2 separate regions of the Sus scrofa genome follow, and region 1 is linked to region 2. A link is a contact called in public HiChIP or PLAC-seq data. All regions are on one chromosome and are shown on one strand. The core of a region is the stretch at or near the end of the contact, and the rest is flanking DNA. Distances in the headings are between cores, read along the strand shown. Region 1 holds the start of GALNT18 (polypeptide N-acetylgalactosaminyltransferase 18). Region 2 holds the start of USP47 (ubiquitin carboxyl-terminal hydrolase 47).

Evidence for each region. HiChIP or PLAC-seq counts read pairs in DNA pulled down with a chosen protein or histone mark.
Region 1: an H3K27ac HiChIP or PLAC-seq map of skeletal muscle shows a contact between it and region 2. The contact joins the promoter of GALNT18 here to the promoter of USP47 in region 2. A contact is called at or near these places in 1 of 47 Hi-C or Micro-C datasets (epiblast stem cells) and 1 of 2 datasets of contacts at active chromatin or transcription factors (skeletal muscle).

What each region holds. Positions count from the first base shown.
Region 1 is chr2:47,860,564-47,865,711 of Sscrofa11.1, reverse strand. GALNT18 (polypeptide N-acetylgalactosaminyltransferase 18) reads right to left here and starts at 2,479. Exons shown (of 11, transcript XM_005661126.3): 1 at 1,747-2,479. The coding sequence starts at 1,981.
Region 2 is chr2:47,580,499-47,585,717 of Sscrofa11.1, reverse strand. USP47 (ubiquitin carboxyl-terminal hydrolase 47) reads left to right here and starts at 1,825. Exons shown (of 28, transcript XM_021083314.1): 1 at 1,825-1,950. The coding sequence starts at 1,840.

The DNA of each region.
Region 1 (5,148 bases), core at 1,230-3,729, 280 kb before region 2:
AGGCGGACCCTGGGATGAGCTCACGGGTTAATAATGTCTCCTCACTGCTTTCCAAAGTAGTACCCTGCTCATCTCCTCCCCAACCAGACTAGAAAGCACAAGAGAATTATTTTCCAGGAACATAAACACACACACACTCACACGATTTGTGAATGAAAATCTCTTAAAACCTGAAAGCTAATTGGAAACGTCAAAGTAAGGTATGGCCTGTGTATCCCTGGGAATATTCTGAATCACCCTGGAGCACACATTGTACTTCTACTGCTGAATAATTGCCAGTCCAGACCTATGGATGGAAAAGGACAAGTTAAGAAACATAGTAACAGGCACCAGTAGATAAACTGGTTTTCCAAGCAAGCCCAGTGGCAGGTTTGAGAGGCAGTGGCAGGTATGAAAGAGAAGCTGTGGATAAATGGTCCCCTCTTCTGGGGAAGTGTCAGAACCATGAACTTGAAGTCATCAGTCAGTCAGGAAGCACCATGAATATGTACACCTCTCGGGCACTGACCCAAACCTCCCCCTGGAAGGAACTATTCTGCACACTTGGAGAAACACAGCAAATATGGAGAGAGCAGCTGTCCCCACCCTGGCAAGGACAGTAGTTGCAAGGGTTGGATCCCGACACCCACAAGTAAACAAAAGAGAGTGCTCCTGGGCAAGAAATATTCAACTAGATACATGCCAAGTTCTGCCCGGTGCTGGAACCAGAGCCTGGTGGGCCTGCCAGGTTTACAAGTGAACTAGGCTCAGCTGACCCTGCCCTGCACTTAAGAAGCTCACACGCCTGGTAGAAAACAGTGAGAGCAGTGGCAAAAAAAGAGAGAGAGAAATGTGAATGTGAGAGATGGACTTGTTTGTGCACACCCAGCACCAGTGCCAGCAATGCCCAGAGCTCTCTGTCTCTGAGGAGAGCCCTCTGTACCCCATTTTCCCCTTGGCTCCAGCCATGGTCTGGAGCAATCAGCCAACTCAGTCTTAGGCACCAGACATACTCCCCACAGGTCTGGGAGTGGAGCTACCAGGGGGACTGGCTTTCACCCACAGCCCAGACAGTTTTCCTGGTACTGGGCAGAAGCGCCACCTCAGTGGACAGAGCTCCAGGCTCCCAAGCTTCTTTCTGCTGCCAGCACCTGCTTCTGAAGAAGGTCTTGGACCCACGGTCTATGGTGGAGGTGAAGACCACGGCTCAGGTTCAAGGCAGCACTTCCAACCACCTATGTGCTGCTCATAGAGGGGCTGGGACTGGGGCTGTGCTGTCTTCCTAGCCCAGCTCATCTCGCAGCCTGTGCCTTCTAAATGCCAACAGTTAGGGTCGCTGGGGCATCTCATTGTGGGCCCTACAGCGCCTGAGCTGAATTGCCCAGGCACTCCCTTGTATACACACCAACATTCACAAGTACTCACACTCGAGCTGGACCTGTGTGTGATCCCAAGAGCCCTCGAGCAACGAGCCGACAGTCACACGCACACTGGGACACGTGCGCAGCGCGCCCCCACACCGCCAATGAGCTGCACACACCCGCGCGTGGAGCCCCGCGCACACACGTGTGCCCTGGAGAAGCGCACACGGCCGCAGTCACTGAGGGTCCCACACTCAGGCAAGAGAGTACACGTAGCCCCCCAGGCGTCTGCGGCCTCAGAGGCCAGCAGTCGCTCCATAGATGATCACCAGCCCCAGCGCACCCCGTGCGTTGCTGGGCACTCCCTAGCCCCTTGGGCTGCCCAAGTTTCCCGGGGCGCCCGTACCTTGGATATGCTGCTTGATGACATTCTCCAGGTGATCCAGGCGTTCAATAATCTTCAGGGTGTCCCCTTTGTCTTCCTCCAGCTTCTTATCGGGCGCCGGCTCCTGCCCCCGCACATACACGCTGGCGATGTAGTTGGTGACCCAGCCCACGTAGAGCAGACATATGATGTTGGTCATGCCGCTCAGGATCACGCAAGTGGACACCAAAGTTTTGGTCTTCCTGGTGCACACCATTCTGGGCTCCCTCCTCCATATAGAGCTCCCGGGGACTCCTCCTCTCCGCGCACCCCGGGCTCCCCCGCGCTCACACCCCCTAGCACGTCCGGGGCCACAGGGCGCCCCAGCACCTGAGTCTCCAAAGCCTGACGTTCTCCAAAGCCCGGACCTCTGGCGGTGGAGCCGCCGTGCCCAAGTTTGGAGCTCTCGCCGCTGGCCACCGGGAGACAGAGCTTGACAAAGGAATGAGGTGGGTTCTTTTTTTTTTTTTCTTCCAAATTGAAAATCTCCGAGCCTTTCTAGCAGCGGTCACGGGTAGTCGGCAGCCGCGCGCCCTGATACGCGCGTCTGGGAAACTTTGCCACAGCCTATGTCCGTGGCCGCTCTGCTTCCCATAGCCGGGCGCGGACTGCCTCGGCGGTCCGACCAGCCCGCGCTGCTAGAAGGACGGCGGTGGCAGCAGCTACCGCGGGGAAAGCAGCGGAGCTCAGCGGCTCGGCCCCTGCCGAGCGACAGGCGCCGCCACCAATCGCGCTCCGGTTCGGGAGAGGGGCCGGGGCTGGGCGGTCGAGGACCAACGGGGAGGGCGCGGGGGGCGGAGTCCGGTCCCCGGGCCCCACCTGCTGGCCGCCCCTGGCTCCCGCCCTCCAGGGACGCTCCTAAGCCTCCACCCTTGCGCGCGCTGGCAGCCCCAGACCTGAGGCTCCCGGAGATCGCACGCCACCAGTCCCAGCCCTAGGTCGGCAGATTCCACCTCTGGGGTGGGGGTGGGTTTCCACCTCTTGCTCTTGCGCAGAACCTCCAGTCTTCTGGAGGTCGCTTGGCTCCGCTCGGCTCAGCTCCCTTCACCCGACTCCGCTACCGGGCTTCCCGCGTTGGTTCCACCAGCCGCTCCTCAATCCTTTTTCTGGTTGCCGGGATGCAGAGAGGCCAGGGAAGCGTGAGCCAGATCGCCTGTCCTGTCTTGCCCTTTGTCGGGCCTCGCAGGCGTCCACTACTTCCTTAGCCTCACTTCGACCTCCACCCTGTCAGCTGTCTTCCTGGATGTTTCCAGACCCAGCAACCGTCAAAGGAGCCAACCCTCTTAGGAATCTCCTAAGGGATTCTGGGCCACCACCACCACCACCCCCTGGAAGATTTTTGCCCCTAGCTAGATTTTTTTAAGTCTAGCTCTCAGGACAAACGGTGTCTTGCAGTTGCCATTTATGTGGGACCAGGCTCATCCCAGTGCATAAGGGGATCCTGCACAGAAATATCCCTGGTGGGATTAAGCTCTCTGTGAACTGTAAATTCTTACATGCTGTCTGTGATTGATGTCATGGGGGAGGCAGCTGTGCCTGACAGCAGAGGGGCATAGCTGGACTCCAGTGACTGACACTAATTTGTTATTAGAGCAAATACTTATTTCTATTATCGCTTTCTGCTGAACACTCACTTCTTCTCAGAACCTGAGTCAAATTCTTTCAAAGGAAGACTTTTTAAAACACAGATTTCCATCCTCTTCTCCATCTGTGGGGTGCATTTTTCTGTTCTTAAGAGTGTCAGTTTATGTGCCAGCACCCCAACCAGCTGTGGCCCTGGTACTCAAGGTGGTTCCCTCAAGTGATGTCTTCTGGATTCAAAGAACTGGCCTCGCAAAAAGAACACATAACCAATGAAGGGCCACCTTATGGCCATCAGCCAGGGGCTCTTTAAATGGTGCTTTGCTTACAATAACTCCGCTCAAATTCTCTGAATACAGACACCAATAGGGATCTTTCATCCAGGACTGAAACTTGTCTCTCCCTTCTTCTCTGGAAGTATAATCAGATCACAAATGGAGGGTCTGGACTTTCTTCTGACTGCATAATTTACAAGCCATGAGTTTGATTACAACTAATGGCAAAGGTCTAACTATTCTTTCTGTTCCACACTCTCTCCCAGGAGGAGGCCTGGAAGTTCAGCTCTTTCCAGGATCTTCCACCACAGGGCTAAACAGAGAGGAGATTCACCTAAGTTTAAAAATAAGGTTCAAGGAGAAAACAAAGTAGATTGTGTGACCTTATATTTTGGTCCAGCGGATCCTGTCCTGTATTTGTAATTGTGAAGTGGATGAATGCAACAAAAGAAAAATGAGGCACAGTCTCTTTTCTCTGAAAGGTCTCAGGGTCAAGTTGTCCAGTTCAAAGAATATTCACTAGAGGTGCAGCCAAACTCCACGACCCTAATCCCAGATCCACCACTTATTAGTTACATGAGCTTGGAAGAGTTTTGAAACAGCATTGGGGCTCAATTTCCCCTTATGCCAAATGTAAACAATACTTGCCAATGAATTGGCTGTGAAGAATTAAATCAGGAAATGTACCAGAAAGGGTTTTCGTTAGTGCAGGATGCATAGTAGGTACTCAGGATCCTGTGAAGTTTCCTTCCAGGACAGGATGAATTCTGGAGTTCCACAAACTCCATTTTCTGTTTAGCAATACCTGGATTCTCTACCAACCTATATATGTTCTCTCCCCTAATGGAAGTTAACAGGAACTAAGACTGTAGGCGGCAATGTGCTTGTCTTGCCTAGATGAGCTCCAGCACATTGGCTTTCTATTCATAATGTCTGTCTCCACCATTAGTAGGGCATGATCTGCATAGGTTGACAAGATGTTCAAAATGAACAGGTGGTTTCAAGGACTGTTCCCCCCAGGACCCTCTAATTCCCACTCTAGACCCTTAATTCCTTGGTTTTAAATAAGTGAATTGGAAGGGAGCACAAAGACTTAACCCAGAAATATATATATATATTTTTTTTTTTGTCTTTTTGCTATTTCTTGGGCCGCTCCCACGGCATATGGAGGTTCCCAGGCTAGGGGTCCAATCGGAACTGCAGCCACCGGCCTACCCCAGAGCCACAGCAATGCGGGATCCGAGCCGTGTCTGCAACCTTCACCACAGCTCACGGCAACACCGGATCGTTAACCCACTGAGCAAGGGCAGGGACCGAACCCGCAACCTCATGGTTCCCAGTCGGATTCCTTAACCACTGCGCCACGACGGGAACTCCCCAGAAATATTTTAAAGTCACAAGCACAGAAATGTGTTAGCCTCTACGGAAGCCCTTCTATAAAAAACAGGAGGTAACTTTGTGTCCTTATTTTAATAAACAATGCCTGGGTAGAGATTCATTTCTTTGACCCTCTATCAATGACATTCAA
Region 2 (5,219 bases), core at 576-3,075:
ACTGCAACACAGGATCTGAGCTGCATCCTCGGCCTACACCACAGCTCACAGCAATGCCAGATACTTCATCCACTGAGCAAGGCCAGGGATCAAACCTGTGTCCTTATGGATGCTAGTCAGATTCATTTCTGCTGAGCCACGATGGGATCACCACCAAGTTGTTTTTTCTTATTTCTTTATTGATGCTGTCATTTCCATCACAAATGTAAGCTATTGACTACGATTATATTCCACTCTCTAACTTAGCCAGAGAGACTGTCTCATGGTTAAGATCCATCACTTTACTCAATCTCATTGCAACAGCTGAATTTCTTTTCAGAGGCACCTCAAAAAAGAACATTTTAAGCAAGTTCATGGAGATACTCCATAGGTGGAGTAGGCAGCAATGAAACTGTATCAAAGTATGGTTGCCAGGTGATTGACAAGATTTTTTCACTAATTAAATGACTGGTTTAATACTTCATCTATTCAACAAATGTTTAAAAGCACCTGTTGTATGCCAGGCATTGTTCGGGTTGCATAGTCCCTCGGGGAGCTCAGACTAGTGTTGGTATAATTATAGCCAGCTTATGTTGATTTTGTGTATATCAGGCAGTGTGTTGAATGTTTCAAAGGCTTTCTATCAATTTCCTTACCTATTAAATGAGGATAATAGTATCAGTTATGTATAAAGTTGTTGAGAGAATTGATTGAAATAATATGTATAGGCCTTCCTGCAGTGGTGCAGCAGAAATGAATCTGACTAGGAACCATGAAGTTGTGGATTCGATTCCTGGCCTAGTTCAGTGAGTTAAGGATCCTGTGCTGCTGTGGTGTAGGCCGGCAGCTGTCACTCCAATTAGACCCCTAGCCTGGGAACCTCCACATGCCATGAGTGTGGCCCTAACAAGCAAAAAAAAAGAAAAAGAAATACGTGTAAAGCACCTAGAACAGGGCTGGAGGTATATATGATATATATTCAACCAATCTTAACTATTAACTGTTTTGTGATTATTATCTTTACTGTTTAATACCAACTTTGCAAGATGGAGCTTTTTTTTTTTTTTTGTCTCTTTGCCATTTCTTGGGCCGTTCCTGCGGCATATGTACATTCCCTGGCTAGGGGTCGAATTGAAGCTGTAGCCGCTGGCCTACACCAGAGCCACAGCAATGCAGGATCCAAGCCTCGTCTGCAACCTACACCGCAGCTCATGGCAACGCCGGATCCTTAACCCACTGAGCAAGGCCAGGGATGGAACCTACAACCCCATGTCCCTGGCGGCTACAGCTCCGATTCGACCCCTAGCCTGGGAACCTCCATATGCCGTGGGAGCGACCCTGGAAAAGGCAAAAAAGCCAAAAAAAAAAAAAAAAGTTTTAATTTTTTCTATTATACTTGATTTACAATGTTCTGTAAACAAAGAGATTTGAAAAAATATAAAAATACATCTTTTGGCTGACATCAGGGGAGATAGAAAGTTACTAGTTGAATTTCAACAAAAGCTTTTCATGGTTGGTGGATAGAGTAATAAAAATAGATACTTGCATTAGTAAGAGTAACCAAAGATGTACTTATTCCATTAGGATCTACATTATCTTTGTGAGTTATCCCCCCCCCCCCTTATAACAGCCCATTAAAACAAAGTACAGAAATAACCTGAACATTGAATCATTTTAATAGCTTTTCACAAAGTATTACAGATTTTTAAAACCATGGAAACCTAGTCAATTTTATTGTTTCCACAACATTGTTAGTGAGAAAAACAAGGATTTTTAAAAAGACAATTAATTTAGAAAATAACTTACAATTATTTTAAATGTTTATTTCATCTTTTTCTTATCCTTTATTATGCTTTAAAAATGTTTTGTCATACACAACAGGACGTGTATATAACTTACGTAAGAATACAGCCATCTTTTTTTCCCCTTGGTAATAGAAATCTGCACTCAAAAGAAGTTTGGAGAGAACAGGTACGGGTAGGGTAGTAATGGTGTAGGTGTTAGGAACGTGGTGGGATTATGTTATCTAAGCATGATGTAAAATCGCTGTACCGTGGAAGTCTTCATGAAGGACGTCCCATCGGGTTTTCATAAAGGGAGGTTTAAGGAACTAGCAGGAATTGGGAAAATAACTATTGCAAAGTCTGTTTCCTCTAAAACAGAGCACAAGGCTTACTGCCAGAGGAGATTCAAGTACTCTAAAAACATTTTAAAAGAGGCTCCTAGGTGCAAACTGCAGCCCTACTCTCTATTCTGTCTAGAACAGCCCCAGACTTGAACCTGTCCGAGAAGGAAGTTCCCTGAAAAGGCCAGGAGAGTGTGTCTCTCTGAGGGAGGGGGGAGAGGGAAGGGTTGGGGAGAGAGTAATACCACTTTTCTGAGCCCTGGGCTGTCGCCTTCCCAAGCCGGAGAACGGCCTTGGTCTCACGAACGGGGTCCATGGGGAGGGTGGGGAGAGGGGAAAAGAAAACGTAGTCCTTTCTGGCTGGGACCGTGTCCGAGGGCGGAGGCCTGGTTCTTTTCCAGGCAGAGGCTGAGGGTCTGTGAAGAGGGGATGCGTTTTGGCGCTTTTCGAACGGGAAGGAAGGGCAGTGTTGGTAGTAAGGCCAGAAGAGCGGCTTGATGGGCAGGGACTCCGAAGAGCCCAGGAAGGCATGGAGGACCCTAAGGCCTGGTCTTTCCCCGCCGGCAGAGGGAGTCCCGAGATGGACAGTCCAGAATCCCTCTACGAAAAGCGTTTGCCTGGGAGCTCACCTAATTTTATACATCCCGAGGCTGAGTAAAAGCGGAGGTAATTAGACGCGAGCGACAGCTGTATCAGCACCTTGAGCGCTGAGATAGGGGCCCAATGGCCCGAATTCTCGCGAGAGCGACCGCCGCCATTTTTCCATTGATTGCAGCGGGCTGGGGGAGGGGCCGAGGACGAAGACGACGGCGGCGGCGACGGCGGCGGCGGAGCCTTGGGTCGGTGTCTGCGCGCTAGTGTCTGAGGCCCAGGTTGAGGCCTCCGCGGTAGCCCGAGCGCAGCTGGTGGAGAGGATGACTGCCGCTGCCGTTCGCTCCTGAGCTTGAGAGCCGCCGCCACCCTCCCCCTCCCCCGGCAGGGCGGAGAGGAGCGGCCAGCGTCTGAGCGATGGTGCCTGGCGAGGAGAACCAACTGGTCCCGAAGGAGGTGAGAAGCCTGCGGAGGAGGCTAGGCCCGAGGCCTGCGGCCGCTTCGGCAGCGCAGGCGGGGGCAAGGGGCCGGCTGCGGGCGCTGCTCCTGGGCCCGCCCGCCTGTAAGGGGATGGAGGGTGTGTGGTGTTGGTGGCCGGGGTGCATGGTGGGTGCGGCGAGCTGTTGTGAGGGGACCAAAGGAGCAGAGCCCTCTCTCCCCACGGGTCTGTGGGGCTGGACAAATAAAGGAGCGGACTGGAAGGAATGAGATCCTGCTTTGGGGGAGAGGGTGACGTTTTAAGTACTTATGTAGCATGTCGAGCCAATATAGGTAATTTCAAAGGAAAAATTCTGGAGCGGGTTGCTGATGAGCACGACAGGGTGACGGTGCTGCTTCTGGTTTTGACAGTGGCAGTGTATAGCTTTCAGGACTTGCGAAATCTACACCCAGCTTGAGTTCTGTGGGAGGGCTGCTAACTGTTGTGACTTTTTTGAACTCCTGTTACTTACTTGGTAGTACTATGGGCCTGCCTAAATGGGGCCTACTGAAGATCATTGAAAAGTAGTAGATGTGACTTTCACGTAAAGGTAAGAGATAACGAAGCATTACCATATGGAGAACAGAATTACCTTTTGTACTGGGGTTGTGTATGCCAGCTTGCGTGACTTCTTAAATTCTTAAAAGCAAGTGATATGAGAAGGCTTGACTTCTTGGCTTCTCTTGAATAGTAGGAGAAGATTAATGGTAGAATGCAGCACTGGCCAGTGAATTTCAATATATTAATAGTATCTCTGTTGGCTTTTATAAATATCTTCAGCTATCCAAACGTGTATTTTTAACTGGTTGATCATCAGGCGAATGCTTTGAATTTTTATTTCTTATATACCTTAAATAGAGGCAAGTGTCAGTTCAAATTAGCTGTGTTGGATCTTGATATTTATGGGTGATATTCATTAAAAATGCTTAAATTTTTTCTCCTTTTTTGGTTGCTTTGTAGCAATTTGTTGCTATTTGAGCAAGCTCTGACACTGCAGAAGTGTTAATGATATGAATATTTTCCCAACTTTATCAGATGATAGTTTTTTTAAGAAACTCAGTTATCATGTGTCAGTTTATTTATCAAGCACCACCAACTCTGCAAAGCAGATAAACAGATGAATTAATCAGAATTTTTGCCTTAGGAGCTTTTAAAGCTACAAAGGAAGGTAATGCTTTTATTCATTGAGTTTCAGGTAGGGGCTAGGTATTTTTTTACAGAAGTAAATCTTATGGTAGGATGGAAGTGATAGGTGCTATGAGAGAGATATATACATGCTTTTTCTTTTAGAGTTACATAGAGCTGGTTTTCATTCCTATGAAAAGAAAAGTTAGTCCTTTCTTAATTTATTGACCATTAGAAAATATAAGGGGAACTTTGCTTTAAGAAAATCAATATTAGATTTATTTCCCTAACAATTTGATTTGTAGAAACATCATATAAATACACATCTTCACAGGAACATACTGCAATGCTGCTTTTATCTTTGGATTTTAAAGGTTAAATGCCTCTCCTTTAAAACTCCCTTACCTGAGGCTTCAAACTCATCCTGACTTCTGACCTTTTTTTTTTTGGTTTACATTTTCTGGACCATATGCATTTATTTTCTGTTCCCTAGACTCATCTTCGGTCTTTTCTTTGCCCCTGTCTTCTTTCATGATTTGTGGAAGCATGCACAGTACTCTCAAATCTTGAGCCTGTCACTGAAGTCCTTGCCTTTTTTAGCTAACTAATTAGTTAATTCTTTTTTTGATGGCCATACTTCTCTTTTTGAGTTCTTGTTTCTTTTCCTCGATTTTCTTTTGCATTTGATACTTAAAAAGTTCCTTGATTTTAGTAATACTGTACCTTGGGACCTTTTTTCCCTGTTTGTCCTGTCTGCCCATTTAGTCAATGTTTTTTTCTTCCTTTCTGTGTCCTTAGTGATCACTTTTGTCTTTGTTGTCCCCTGCCTGGTCTTTTTAAGAAGTGGAGTCATACAGTGCTAAGGCTGAGAGAGTGCATGGTGATCATCTAAAAAGTTAAACTGCTTCACTTTTACAGATG